Regions from separate parts of the Mus musculus genome. Here region 1 is linked to region 2. Evidence: chromatin contacts called from public Hi-C data. All regions are on one chromosome and are shown on one strand. The core of a region is the stretch at or near the end of the contact, and the rest is flanking DNA. Distances in the headings are between cores, read along the strand shown.

Region 1 (6,635 bases), core at 1,965-4,464, 180 kb before region 2:
GGAGAGAGGTTTGAGTTTTACCTGTTTGATAAATAACCTAGAAGCCCTGGGGCTTCACATCAATTAGTTTTCAAAAAAAAAAATGTTTTTATTAGTTGTGCAATCTGGCATGCCGTTCTACATTTCTTTTTTCCTCACTAGTAAAATAGGGTAATTCTGGATCAGGTGACACCCGAGCATTGCTGAGCAATCTGGCCGGCACATGCAAACCGCTTCAGAGTAGCTGCTCAGTGGATGTCAACACTAAGAGCTGGACAGTGCCTTTAGGCATGATTCAACTCACCACTCCCATTTTCTAGTGCTGGGAAGCAAAGTCCAGAGACGCTGAGTGACTTGCCCCAAATCACACAGCATATTACTAGTTGGATCAGGACTAAACGATTAATCTTCCAGCCTTTAATCTTATGCTTGTCTCTCAGCAATACAATTGCTGTGTTTAGAAGGTATTGGAGAAAAAAGAGGAAAAGAATATCATCTATGAAGTATGTTTCTCTGTCTCTCTGTCTCTCTCTGCCTCTCTCTGTGTGTTTCTTTGTGTCTCTCTGTCTCTCTCTCTTGTGTGCGTGTGCATCTGTGTGTGTGTGTGTGTGTGTGTGTGTGTCTGGTGTCCTTTCGTTCCCATAATAACCTTATGCTTTATCGTCTCCCCTTAATTGTTGATGATGTTAGGACTCAGTGACGTTAAACTCTTGTCACAATTTCCTGGGCTACAGAACATGAGCTTCAACTCAGGCCTGTCCAAATCCCAAACCAGCCTGTCCCACAGCCCGTGCCCCTCCACCATGGCAGGCCTTTCCTGGGTCAGGCCTGGGAGCCTGAGAAGCAGAAGAAAACAGCGTTTCTGTAGTGCCTGGCACCTCACAGGCTGTGTTCCTCCATCGCCCTCCAAGGCATTGGCTATTGTGCAAGCAGGAACCTTTCATCCCTCCGTCTACACAGACAATCCTTTTAGCTGAAACAAAAGACCAGAGCTTAACTGGAATTCTGCAAAACTGGCATTGAGGGGCCTGGCGTGGGCTTTGGGCAGTCACCCTAAACGTGATATGCACAGAGAGTGGGGCCCACGATGGTTAGCTCCCTGTTCAGTAGTGCCCAGCCAGGCCTCTCCATCTAAACTGAGCCCCTAATCATTTTCCTGGCATTTGCTCAGTAGGATTTAATTTTCTAGTAATAAAAACTCATTCATTGTGGGAGCAAACACACCCAGTCCCTGCCACCCCAGCCTTTGTGAGCACTTCACCACCTGTCCTTTCCCCTCTTGTGTTAGTGCTTGGGGCACAGCCAGGCTGTTTAGTGCCCACTGTCAAATTTTGGAGGCTCCGAGTGGACAGAGAAATGTGCTCACATTGACTGCAGTGCCTCTTTGCTTGATATTGGCAGCTTCCCATCTCATGCCCTGAGAGTGCTAATCCCACAAGCTTGACCCACATCTGTAGGTGGTGGCGTGGGAAACCTGAAGCACGTGAGTCGCCTAGAGTCTCCTACCTAACTAAGCACATGATGACTAACATCTGGTTACCTCATACCTCTGCAGAGTGGGTCACAATGCTTGCACAGAATCACATGCATACGCCTGCGTGCGAGCCTGAGTGTGTGTGTGTGTGTGTGTGTGCGCGTGCGTGCGCGTGTGTGTTTAGACGTGTGTGTATGCAGATGTGCCTGCCCATGGGTGTACATGTCAAGATCAAAGGCTGTGTCTTTGCCCTTTGATCAAAGGTTGTGTCTTCGCCCTTTGAATCTCTTTCCCTATTCCTGAGCACCTCATTTATTCATTCATTTGTTTTTCTTTATTTTTAAGACAGGGTCTCTCAGTGAACTCATTGACTGGTTAGACTGGCTAACCTGAAACCCCTTAGCATTGAGTAGTCTCCTGCCCCCACCATGCTCTGAGTGCATAGATGTGCGCTGCTCTGCCTCACTTGTTATATGGTTGTGGTTGCAGGGAATCCGTACTCATGCTTGTGTGGCAAGCACCTTGCCCAGAGAGCCTCCTCCCCAGGTCCTCAAGGGTGCTCTTCCTAAGCTGTGTTTAGACCCACCCACAGCCCTCTTTCCTTTCTGTTTGGGGGGTGGGGAGAAAATATAACATGAAAAGAATAAAACTGAAACTCCGCAGGCTCTTCACCACCACAGCCAATAATAACAAACCGACTCTGCGTAAACATATATATATAACATTTTTGAGGCCCTTTCAGTTCTTATTTCCCTTCCAGGACTTGCTGTTTGACAACTCCCACCGAGCACAGCACATTATTTATACAGAACTCGCCTTTGAAACAGATCAAACACTTCCACACTTCTGAGACTTTGGACTTTCTGTTGTTCTCCCTCCATGAAGTGCCCTCAATACCCTGCTTTGGATACTCCAAGCTCTGACAAAAGTCAGGTGTTCCTCTCTTCTTCCTTTCCCACTTGGGGAGCTACTTACTCCTTGAAGCCGTGCAAGGACAACTCCATTTTAAGAAAAGCCAGTCCCCACACACTCATGTCCCCTCCCCCACCAGCGGCCCACTCGCTACCCGTTTTGGGATCCATGAGTCCACTGCCCTCCTATCCAACCTATCATGGGCCACTTCTCTTTTCTTGGAAACGAGTGGGACGAGTGGGCCTCAGACTCAGCTGGAGACAGGATTTGCTGGACAGGGCTGGGCTTGGGCATCCACTGGGGCTCAGGACACTGCAGGATGATTCAGAATAGCCTGTGAGCTAGCTTGTATGCAGACTTTCCAAATTGCTAAGGAGACCCCTGTTGTTTACTGGGCTCCACCTTGTCTGGCAAGAGCCAGCCTTCGGCCTCAGGAAGTACTATAGCGCCAGAGAGCTGTGTTGGCAGGCCTCCACCAACTGTTTACTCTTGTTCCTTGTGTGAATGTAGGAGTCTGGTGGTGGATCTCATGAGGGGCATGTCTGATGCTCTTCTCAAGATGCTCGGGCCAGACAGAATTCCAGGCTTAAAGGGAGTGGGCTGCAGGAAAAGAGAGAGTCCAAAGTCCCCAGCCTCTCCTTTATGCCAGGCCTTCTGTCATAGCTCCACAGGAGGGGGGTGGGGTGCTTTGCTCTCTGGCACACTCCCACCCACATTTTTAATTAATGGAGCGATTTACTCGTTCCTGTTGTATAGTCTTCGCTCACCCCTATTTTCTCACTGTACAGTGTAACTTGTATGTCACAATTTTCTACACCCTTCCTCTTGGCCTTCCCTTCACTCCCAGGCTTGGAAAACACCGAGTTGAGTTCCAAGAGAGGAGGTGTTTCCTGGCCACTGCAGCTAATCAGAGCTGAACTGATTGGCAGCAAATTCCAATGCCAGGTGCTTTCCAGAGCCTTGGTTCACTTTTGAATGATCTTGGTAAAAAGCAGGGGCTTCTAGCCTTGCTGATAACACATCTGCTTCCTCAGACTCCTAAAACACAGAACAGTTGATGTGATTGGAAGAGAGCAGCTAATGGTGTTTGAATCACACGGGGTCTGCACTCATCTATTGTAATAGTAATGTGCAGGTAATGGTGTCTGAACTCACACGGCATCTACCACTCGTTCACTGTAACATCAACGTGACTCGAGCTTCTCCAGGGTCTACCCACTTCAGGGTGTCGCTGTCCGGGTCACCTTCAAGGAGATGACCAATCATGAATTCATCCCTAGGAGAGTGTTCCCCAATCACACACAGACATTGCCTTGATCATCTCTCCCTTCCTCCACATGGGTGATGTCACCCCCATAGCTGGAGGGTGAAAGGCAGAATATATCTTACACGATACCTGAACATTGCAGATCAAATGTTATTCCATTTCCTGGTTTCCCCTCCCAAAGCCCCCTACCCCCTTTATCCCCCTGCTCACCAACCCACCCACTCCCACTTCCTGGCCCTGGCATTCCCCTACAGTGGGGCATAGAGCCTTCACAGGACCAAGGGCCTCTCCTCCCATTGATGACCAACAAGGCCATCCTCTGCTACATATGCGGACATATGTAGAGAACATATAATCCTTTTCCCCAGGAGGAACTCTTTCTCCAGTTCCTCTGGTTTGGAGTTTATATTGTGCCGAGACATTATCCCTCATTCCTCCGTCTGCCTGCTAGTGTGACTCTGGGCAAGCAGCACTGGAGAGACTCTTTTCTAAAAGCAATTCCTTAGCTCCGCATAACTGTGCAAATGGTCTGGGAACAGACATCTGAGACCTCCTTCTTGCTGCTTCTGGGACTTTCCTCTTTCCGCATCATGTGAGCAAACCATTTCTCCATCCTCCCTGGAAATGACTCCCAGAAGCCACATACCACCTCATCAAACATAACCCAGGCAGAGCTGAACCCTGGTTTAACCTCAAGTTGGGACACCATTACGACAACAAATACTTTGTTCAGCTCTCCGACGTTTACGAAATCTGTTCACATTGCTTCGCTTAATCCTTAAAAGAGCCCGTTGGGGTGTGTGGAATCTTTGTCTTTATTTTATGGGGAGTAAAGTTGAAGCTCAACAGGTTGGGAGATAGGGTTATGGTTACTTACTTAGAACCAGAGCTTTGCTGTCCTGGGGCATATGGAATGTTGGGCCCTCTCCTTATAAGACCACAGCACCCAAGACTGTTGCTGGAAATGTGAATAACATGCTTGCATGCCTGGAGTTGGAGGTAGCTGCCACTACAAGAGGTGGTAAAGTTGGGCTGTCCAGGTAAAGAGTCAGTCTTCCTAAGAGCCCTATGAACCTTTTCTGTTCTTCATTTTTCTTGCCCTCTCCGGCATTTGACTAGGACTTTTTGCTTGGTGAATTTTGGGTATCTTGTATTCTGCTTGCTCTAGTATAGGCTACTGAGCTATAGTTTTTTTTATGTCTGTACATCTATTGTGTTGTGTGCAGACATGTGTCCTGCTCTATCACTCTCTACCTTAATCCCTTGAAAAGGGTTCTCTAAGTAGAACCTGGAGCTAGGCTGGCAGCCAGCAAGCCCGGCAGTTCTCCTGTCTCTGTCCCCTGCAACACAAGGGTTCCGGGTGCATGTGTGACCATGCCTTCCGGCTTTTATGTGGGTGCTGGGGTTTGAACTCTGATCTTCATGCTTGTACAGCAAGTGCTTTTACTTACTGAGCCATCGCTCCAGCTCTTTGCATCTTTTAGTGCCCCAGAGTGGAACTATGGATATAGTAGATGCCCAGGAAGTATTCATCGAATGACAAGCTGTTTCTTAGATTTCCATGTGGACAAGTCTGTGGTAGCCACTTCTTTCTCATGAGTATGGCATGATCATGGGAAACTCAACATGGAATAACTCAAATTTATTGTCCTGACTCAGTTTCCACCTCCTTTTGATACTCAGTTTTAGGCTCACTGATACAGTTGCCCCAATTCAGCAAGGTTTCTAACTTCAAACAAATTCAGGCTGGAAGTAGATTTACTATCTCAGGGCCACTGCTGGGACTCGGAGCCAGTCATCTGTTCAGATTGTGGATTCTATGATCTAGCAACATGCTCTGATATTTGTTTCTCAAAGTGACATCATCCCTCACTATTGACCTAACATACTGATCTGGGTGTCTTCACTGGGCTTCCTGTCCAAAGACATAGTCTTCTTTTAGGACTAGACACTGATCCTAATTCATCCTGGGACCTGACCCCGTGTGACACGTGCTAGTCTCCTCCCTGCGTCACTGTTCTGGATCTGTAAACCAGTCCATTGATGTTCATAGACAGTTGTCTACACAAAACCTCCCATCTGCCTGACTGCTGGCCTCACTCTGGGAGAGCAGCCGGGATGCTTACATCTCTCTAAACAAGTTGCCACTTGATTGGACCAGTTGCTCCAGTCACCCCTGGGCTTGCTGTGTCCTTTGGCCATTGTGTCTCTTGCATCTGGCTTCATATTTGACTTTGCATCTGATAAAGACCCAGCTGTGCATACACAGGCTGGGGTTGTTCTGTACTCTGCCTGTTCTGCGTAGCTGAGAGGTGTCCCTAGGTCTGTGTACATGTCCAAGTCAGAAGTCCGCAGGGTTTCATCTCAGTGTACTCTTTAAGATATTCGGCGTGGAAAAAAGTACGACACTTAACTGGATAAACAAAGAACTGATGATTGGGGTAAGCTTGTATTGACTCATTATTTCTAATTTTACCAATATTCCTTCCCACATTCAGTCAAACATTGACATGTTTAACACATTCTATCTCCACTGCATTATTTGATTTTAGGCTACCATTACATTTTACTTTGGCTGTAAGCAGAACCCTTCACTTTTTTTGGTTCAACTCTCCCCAACCCACATTTCAATAGTCAATCAAGTGATTTAATTACTGTCCTCCTTTAATTAGACATTGTCAGCAACATCTCGTTGCCCAGAGCTTGCTTCTCCACCTTGTCCTTGCGACTCACGTCTAAAGGAGGACACTCATCTTCAGGAGAAAAATTATGGGTTCCAACTCACTCTCTTTTTTAAAAATTGTGTGTGTGTGTGTGTGTGTGTGTGTGTGTGTGCACCTCTCGGGTCTTTAGAGGCTAGAGGAGAATGATGGGTCTTCAGATGTCCTCCACTATTGCTTTCTGTCTAATTCTCTTGAGGAAAAATCTCTCATGGAACCTGGAGCTTGCCAATTTTTGCCAAAGCTGGCAAACCAGCAAACCAGAGTCCTGCTCCCACAGTAT
Region 2 (6,882 bases), core at 1,942-4,441:
TAGGCCCCATACAGATTTATAAATCAAGGCAAATGAAACTGAAGAAAGACATCGCAATTCATATTATTACCTTAGTTGTAGTGAGAAAACTGACTTTGTTTAGCTGAAATACAATATTTCAGTTGCCACGTGAAATATGGTGGTAGATGATACAACGGTGGCCATTTTGAGTTTGGCCAGTCTATATTACTCTGTGCTGATGATTTAGTTCTTCACCCATGTTTCTACTTGGGCAGCATCTTTTGATACCATTTGGGTTTCCTTTTGTCTAATCCCATCAATAGGCTGGCATGGTCATACTTTGCATACACTAATAAACCTGACCGTTGATGGCTTGTGGCACAAGTTATGCTAATGTAAGTAAATTCACATAGGTGTGCCAGAATTTGTTCAGATGATCATTGAAATGGAAACACAGAAAGTTTAAAATCTTCATGGAGAACCCAGGTATAATCCTTTGAATGTTCATGTGAATACACACACACACATACACACACAAACACACACACACACACACACACACACACACACACATGAGACAGGGCAGGGAAAGAGGGAGGGAGGGACAGAGAGAGTGAGAGAGAGAGAGAGAGAGAGAGAGAGATTGATTCCAGTTTTTCAAGAGTTTTTGATTAACTTTTAATGTTACAAATGAGGAACTTGAATTCAAGGTCACTAGTGAGAGAGCAATGACTAGAATCTATGTGTCCATTGTCATTAGTAATAATGACAAAATATAATGCACATTGTTATTTATAATAAAAGAGGATAATTAGAATGTGCTTCTATGAGCTAGGCACATAATGTGTTATTTATATATTTGTTTTATAATTGCTGTAGATAAACTACAGGGCCTTGCACATGCTAGACCAGAGCTCTACCAGTGAACCAAACAGCCAACAAAGTGGGTTATTGTACCAGCTGTTCTTAAACCCCATGAGGTAGTTCTCTTTATGGTACAGATAACAGATTTGATGTACAGAGAGGTTCAGGAGTTTCCCAGAGGTCTGCATTGCTAGCGTTTGGTTGCTGATAGTCTGACGCCAACAGTTACATGTTAGACTCTGTTAAACGAATAGCTGCTGTGTTAGACTGCCATTTAGTTATTGGTCTTTTCAAGACCAGTGACTTAGTCAGGGTTTCTATTCCTGCACAAACATCATGACCAAGAAGCAAGTTGGGGAGGAAAGGGTTTATTCAGCTTACACTTCCATATTGCTGTTCATCACCAAGGAAGTCAGGACTGGAACTCAAGTAGGTCAGGAAGCAGGAGCTGATGCAGAGGCCATGGAGGGATATTCCTTACTGGCTTGCTTCCCCTGGCTTGCTCAGCCTACTCTCTTATAGACCCCAAGATTACCAGCCCAGAGATGGTCCTGCCCACAAGGGGCCTTTCCCCCTTGATCACTAATTGAGAAAATGCCTTACAGTTGGATCTCATGGAGGCATTTCCTCAACTGAAGCTCCTTTCTCTGTGATAACTCCAGCTGTGTCAAGTTGACACAAAACTAGGCAGTACAACCAAGTTTCAGATATCCTGGAACTCACCATATAACTAAGGCTGCCTTTGAACTCCTGATCCTTCTGACTTCCCCTTCCTAGTGCCATGTGGGATTACAGGTGTATACCACCATACCCAGACTTACATCACTTTTAATGGTATAATTTTTAAAAAATCAACAAATTTTGACATTTCTGACTTTTCTCTTACCTACCTCCTGTACCTCAGAGTCATTCCTAGGTCCTGATGGTCCTAAGTCTGTTACATTTTCCTCTTTATGTCAGTGTCCTGCCTGGTGGGAAATTGTCTCTGCTTTGATGGGCGCGTTCATGAGTCACAGAAAGAAACATCACTTTAGCAATGAAAAGTGGGTCTCAAGAGAGCCTGCTCCAAATACCAGATTTTACAGATGGGGAAACTGAGGCACAAGGAGTCGATGAGACTCTCTAGATCAGTCAAGAAGAAGCTGATATGGGGCCAGAGGCTTGAGCCCTCCTCACTCCGGTTCTCAATGTTGGTTCCCTTTCCCAATCTTTTGTAGCCACATGGTAGCACCAAGCTTGAGCGGAGGAGGAGGTGCTCGGGTATGGATTCTTGTGCGCAGACAAGAAGGAGGCAGGAGCAGACTGTCCAGGAACACAAAATGAGGGCTAGGGTTATCTCCTCTGAGCAGGTCTTCATTGGATTTGATCTTGCTGCTTCTTGCTCAGTGCTGTATTTTCATTATGCTTACGAGTTTAAAATTACTAGGATTGGAAAGATAGGCAGATTTAGTCGAACACAGCTTACTGAGGAGTTCCTGTTGAAGTGGAAAGTAGGGACACAGACCTTGGACACAGGTGGCCTTTGTAGGATACATCACTGCTTACCAGCTTGTCTGAGTCATCTCCCTTCCTGATTGCTAAAGTAAATCCATTTTGAGAAATCAGAAAGAAACGCAGTTGATTTCCAGTCACAGATACTTTATGAGCAGAGCAGGTGCTGCCAAGATCTGGCCTGCCTCTTGTACAGTTGTTGGAGCTGAGGCTCTCTGATGGACACAGGCTCAATCCCGAAGTAACGTCAGAACCTATCTCCTGACATCCTTACAGGCCAGGCCTTTAAAAGTTGACTTGGCTTTATCCTCAGCTACTGCTGAGAAGGTGTCACTCCTGTCTAATCATCTAGTTGTGTGTGTGTGTGTGTTTTTTTTTTAAGGGATGAGAACCTGTGTGAGCCTTTGGCACTTTCTTAGCTCACAGAGTAAGCCCATTATGAAGGGGGAAGAGATTGAAGCCCCTTGATAGCCACAGATTTTGGACATTCACTGCATGATCCCTTGGTCCTGAGAGCATCTGTACCCATGGCCCAGAACCTAGGACAGAACCTGGTACTTACAACATGTGTAACAAGAATTTGCCTGATGAGTGGTGAATGTGTTGCTGGTCTGTTATTTGAAGGTCTTGGAGCAGCTAGGGGAATTAGAAAGAATATGCAGAAGCCCGGAGCTGAGGAACGCCAGCCACAGGCAGCACTGCTCTTGTGCCCTTGTCTGTAGAGGACTCTTATGGACCCTCGCTGTCCTCTCATTGTGCAGACTCATGGGGTACATCAATCAGAGTGAGTTTTCCAGTGTATCTCTTGGGCAAAGAATACATTGAATTGAGTTGCAAAAGGGTCCAAAGCTCAGTTTGGGTCCAAAGTACCAGTCAACTAGTGTGTGGGCAGCAGTTATCCTATGCAAACAGCATTTGGGACAGGAAAGGGGGTGGACTTCAGGATATCAGGTCTTCCTCTGGCTTTGGCCTGGATCCAGAGGCCAAGGTCTCCATGAAACAGAAGTGACAACGTGAGGTGGCCAAATGGACTCTTTTGTCTTTGCCTTTAAAGGAAACAGCAAATTCTAACTCTTAAGTAACTTAAAGGACTACTGTTGGGACAGTCTGGAATGAACGCGAAAACAGTTAGGACTCCTGCTTTCCAAGTGGTTAGAGATGGTCACAGTGTGTGGGAACTCCACTTCCCTTTCCTGTTCCCAATTCCAGGGACGTGCCTTCCTGTCCTTAGTCCTAGCTCAGTAACCTTGGTCATGGTTCTCATTCCAGACTGGTCAGCCCTGAGCCTCAGTGTTTTCTAGAGCTTTGATTTCCACTTCTAGAGATGAAGAAAGCTAGAACAAGACCCTGTTTGCTGTTTCACTGAGATAAATGTCTGCTGCGCATTCATTCCTTGTGGGAGACTGTGCTGGGTGTGTAGTGATAAAGCAGACTGTCCTCAGTGGAGCATAGAGTTTATTGAGGGAAGACGATATAACATGTTATCAGCACACAAGTAAACATACCATTACAACATCCAGAGTGTGAGGAGTAAACTGGTGAACCGTGATAGTCAGGCTTTAGTAGGTATTCATGGCATTCAAGCCCAGAACCCCAGAATGGTAGCAGTGGTGTTAGCATGCTAAGATCAGGGGCACAGACCTCAGAGGCACTGTATTTTGGGCTGAGAGAACAGAAAGAAGCCAGGTGTGTTGGCTCACTGAATGAAGAGTGTGGCTGAAGATGAGTTGGAAGGATAGACCATCCAGTTAAGGACAGTTGAGTTTAATTTTATATCTGAAAGGAGCCCTTTGGGTAGGCACAGCATGGCTAAAACCGCTCATCCTCTGGGTCTTGATAGTGGAGTGGTGGGAACGCCAGGAAGCCAGGAAGCGTTTGTCATTCTGTACATACACTCACCCCACCTAATGCACTGCGCTCCTTAGCATTGCTTGCCTTGAATGTTCTCATATTTGTGAATAATCTTTCTAGTGAGGAGTTCCGATGTGAGGCTGCACTTGAGTACTTCAAAGGTACTTTTATATCTACCATTTCATTTTCACAGTAATTCTGTGCAATCTGTTTCGTCAACGAAGAACACATTATTGGTAAGTTAGTAAGAGAGATGTGGGGTCTTCTGGTTGTCAGTCTATTGTGGAGTGATGTCAGTAGCATCCTAGAGAGCTGTATGTGAGGCTGACAGTGCAGGTCTGTAAGCTCAAACCCTATTGGCAACACTTAGTTTGCACCTAGTGTTTGCTGTTTCGAATGAAATCTTCTGAGGGTTTTATGCATACAGCCATTTCTTACTTTGTTGTGTTGGCTCCTTAGCCCAGGAGCTCAGGAGCAGGTATACTGGGTCAAAGTGACATGACCCTTGAAGTGTGTGACCAGATGTCCTTTCAAAAGATAGTACCAGTTTTCACAGTCATTCTGAGGGTTCTGAATGGTTTTGCATCGGGCTGTAGGGTACTGGGAGATAGGCCTGGTTTATAAGTTGTCCTTCCCTCCGGCTTTGGACTGATTTAGTTTTAAGATTTCACTTTGGGTTTTGCACACATGATGAAGCCTGTGTCATTGGGGACAGGTCAAGTCGAATCTGTATCTTCATATCACACCACTCCGTGTCTGTACACTTTGTAAGACAGTAATTCCTTTCCTACTTATTTTTGGGACATTTATAAAACTTTGTCCATATAGGGAAATATTTTGGAGTCTTCCATTGGGGGATTTGACAAGTGTTGGTTGCTGTATAACTTTTCTCATTGCTGAGTAATTCCTCAAACACCTGACAAGAAGCTGCTTACAGAAGGAGTGGCTTATTTTGACTCGAAGTTTGAAGGGACAGCCTGGCACAGTGAGGACAGTATCAGAGTGGGAGCTCGAGATGGCTGGTCACATAATATCTGCACCAGGGAGCTGCAGGGGATGAATGTCTTTCCCCCTTTTTTTTTCAGTTTGGAATCCCAGTCCCTGGGGGTGATGATGCCCACGTTTAGAGTTGATCTCTTCCTTGCTCAGTTAAAACTTTTAGAAATATCCTCTCAGATACACTTAAAAGTGTGCCTTGTTAATCTCCTCCTTTTTTGGTGGGGGTTTCAAGATAAGGTTTTAAACTCGTAGAGATTCACCTGCCCCTGCCTCCCAAGTGCTGGTATATGCTACTACCACCCAGCTCCTCCATTTTCCTTAATTCAGTCAAGTTAACAGTGGGTAGTAACCATAGAGTTAGTTACCTGGTATTACCGGAGCACACAAGTCTTCCTTTGGTGAACAGTGTTCATCAGAGCAGTCTGATGTCTGGGGAACTGGTTCTACTGTGTTTCTTAGATTAGCGACCATGCTGCAGACAGAAAGCATGTTTCCCTCCCCTTTTCCTTGGTGTCTGTTCTCTCTGATTATTTGTCTCTGCTTGATCAAACTCCAGCATCTCTAGCTCAGTGTAAGAAGCAATCATTTTGTCTTTCAAACCTTCAATATTTTTTGCTTGCTTTGGTTTTTTTGTTGTTGTTGTTTTTTGTTTTTTGGTTTTTTTTTTTTTTTTTTTTTTTTTTTTTTTTTTTTTTTTTTTTTTTTTTTTTGACTACTGTTATTCAGAAGATCTTTTCCCGGGGCCAAATTTTATTCCATTGATCTTTCAGTGTTCTTTAAACACAGCCCTTGAACCACGCCAACCTTGAAATAATAAGGATAAATCTTGAAGGTAAGATCACCGCTGCTGTCTATAGGCAAGGAAGCGAAGTGCACTCGTGCAGTGACTGGGGTATGGTGTATTAGCTTCTGCAACCAGGAGCAAAAGTTAAATGTGACTATCCATGGGGACATGGGGAGTGTGTGCGGCTCAGCACCACCCTGAATGAAAACGCAAAAATGGTTTGGTGCTTAAGACTCTCAACCCTGGTGACGGCAGAGCTGCTGAGCTTGGTTTTATGCTGCATCGTTTACAGGAAGCAGCATTTGTTCCTTAGAAATTTACAGCGGCAGCTCACAACTGAGGGCACGGCCCCTTCCCCATCCTGGGACTTAGAGGTAGAGGGCAGGGGTGTTGCTGCTAAACCCAACATAGTTTGTAGTAGAATCCCGAACAACTAGCTATCTGCCAGGGCCAATGTTGTCTAGCTGAGAAGTCCTCCTGCGGGAGTGCTTGTTCCGAATCCTCAGGTTAGAGGTGAAGAGTTAGGAGAAGGGGATGCACAATGTGCTCTGGTGTTCCCTAGAGCAGCCATGACTTTGATAACAATCACTTCTTGAAAACAACATTTTCTACCATTGCCACTATATGGTGAGAAGATACAGAGTTGGTGTAGCTATGAAGGACTTTCAAGAGTTTTCAGTAGGAGCTTCTAACAGTACAAGCAACATCTTTGTCCCTAGGCTGTTTATTCATGCCTTATGCTTAGGAAAAATGGTGAGGTTAGAGACGAGGAGAAGTCTGACTTTGATGAGTGGATCTGAAATAGTGTGCCTGGAGAAGTCAAGTTTAGTTTCTAGAAGGAGGGGATGTGGCAATACCTAGAACGTTCTGAGCTTGGGAGTGGGTTTGATGTTTAGAGACAAAAATAGTTTTGGAGGCACAGGGTAAAGAAG

Evidence for each region. Hi-C and Micro-C count contacts between places; a contact is called where the count stands out from the background.
Region 1: a Hi-C map of liver shows a contact between it and region 2, with 2.0 times the contacts expected there. The contact joins two enhancer-like sites. A contact is called at or near these places in 4 of 484 Hi-C or Micro-C datasets (bone marrow-derived macrophages, embryonic fibroblasts, liver and 1 more) and 5 of 115 datasets of contacts at active chromatin or transcription factors (SST interneurons, Th17 cells, double positive thymocytes and 2 more).

What each region holds. Positions count from the first base shown.
Region 1 is chr4:53,311,935-53,318,569 of GRCm38.p6, reverse strand. All of the region lies in intron 2 of Gm52737 (a long non-coding RNA gene), which reads left to right. Among named protein-coding and RNA genes, the nearest start is that of Gm52737, 12 kb to the left of the region's middle. Within about 2 kb of position 3,214, at least 50 of the 459 cell types and tissues checked have an H3K27ac peak or open chromatin away from gene starts, as enhancers often do. A contact at or near this core is called in hepatocytes and liver, where this site is marked.
Region 2 is chr4:53,136,045-53,142,926 of GRCm38.p6, reverse strand. All of the region lies in intron 2 of Abca1 (ATP-binding cassette, sub-family A (ABC1), member 1), which reads left to right. Among named protein-coding and RNA genes, the nearest start is that of Abca1, 20 kb to the left of the region's middle. Within about 2 kb of position 3,191, at least 5 of the 459 cell types and tissues checked have an H3K27ac peak or open chromatin away from gene starts, as enhancers often do. A contact at or near this core is called in hepatocytes and liver, where this site is marked.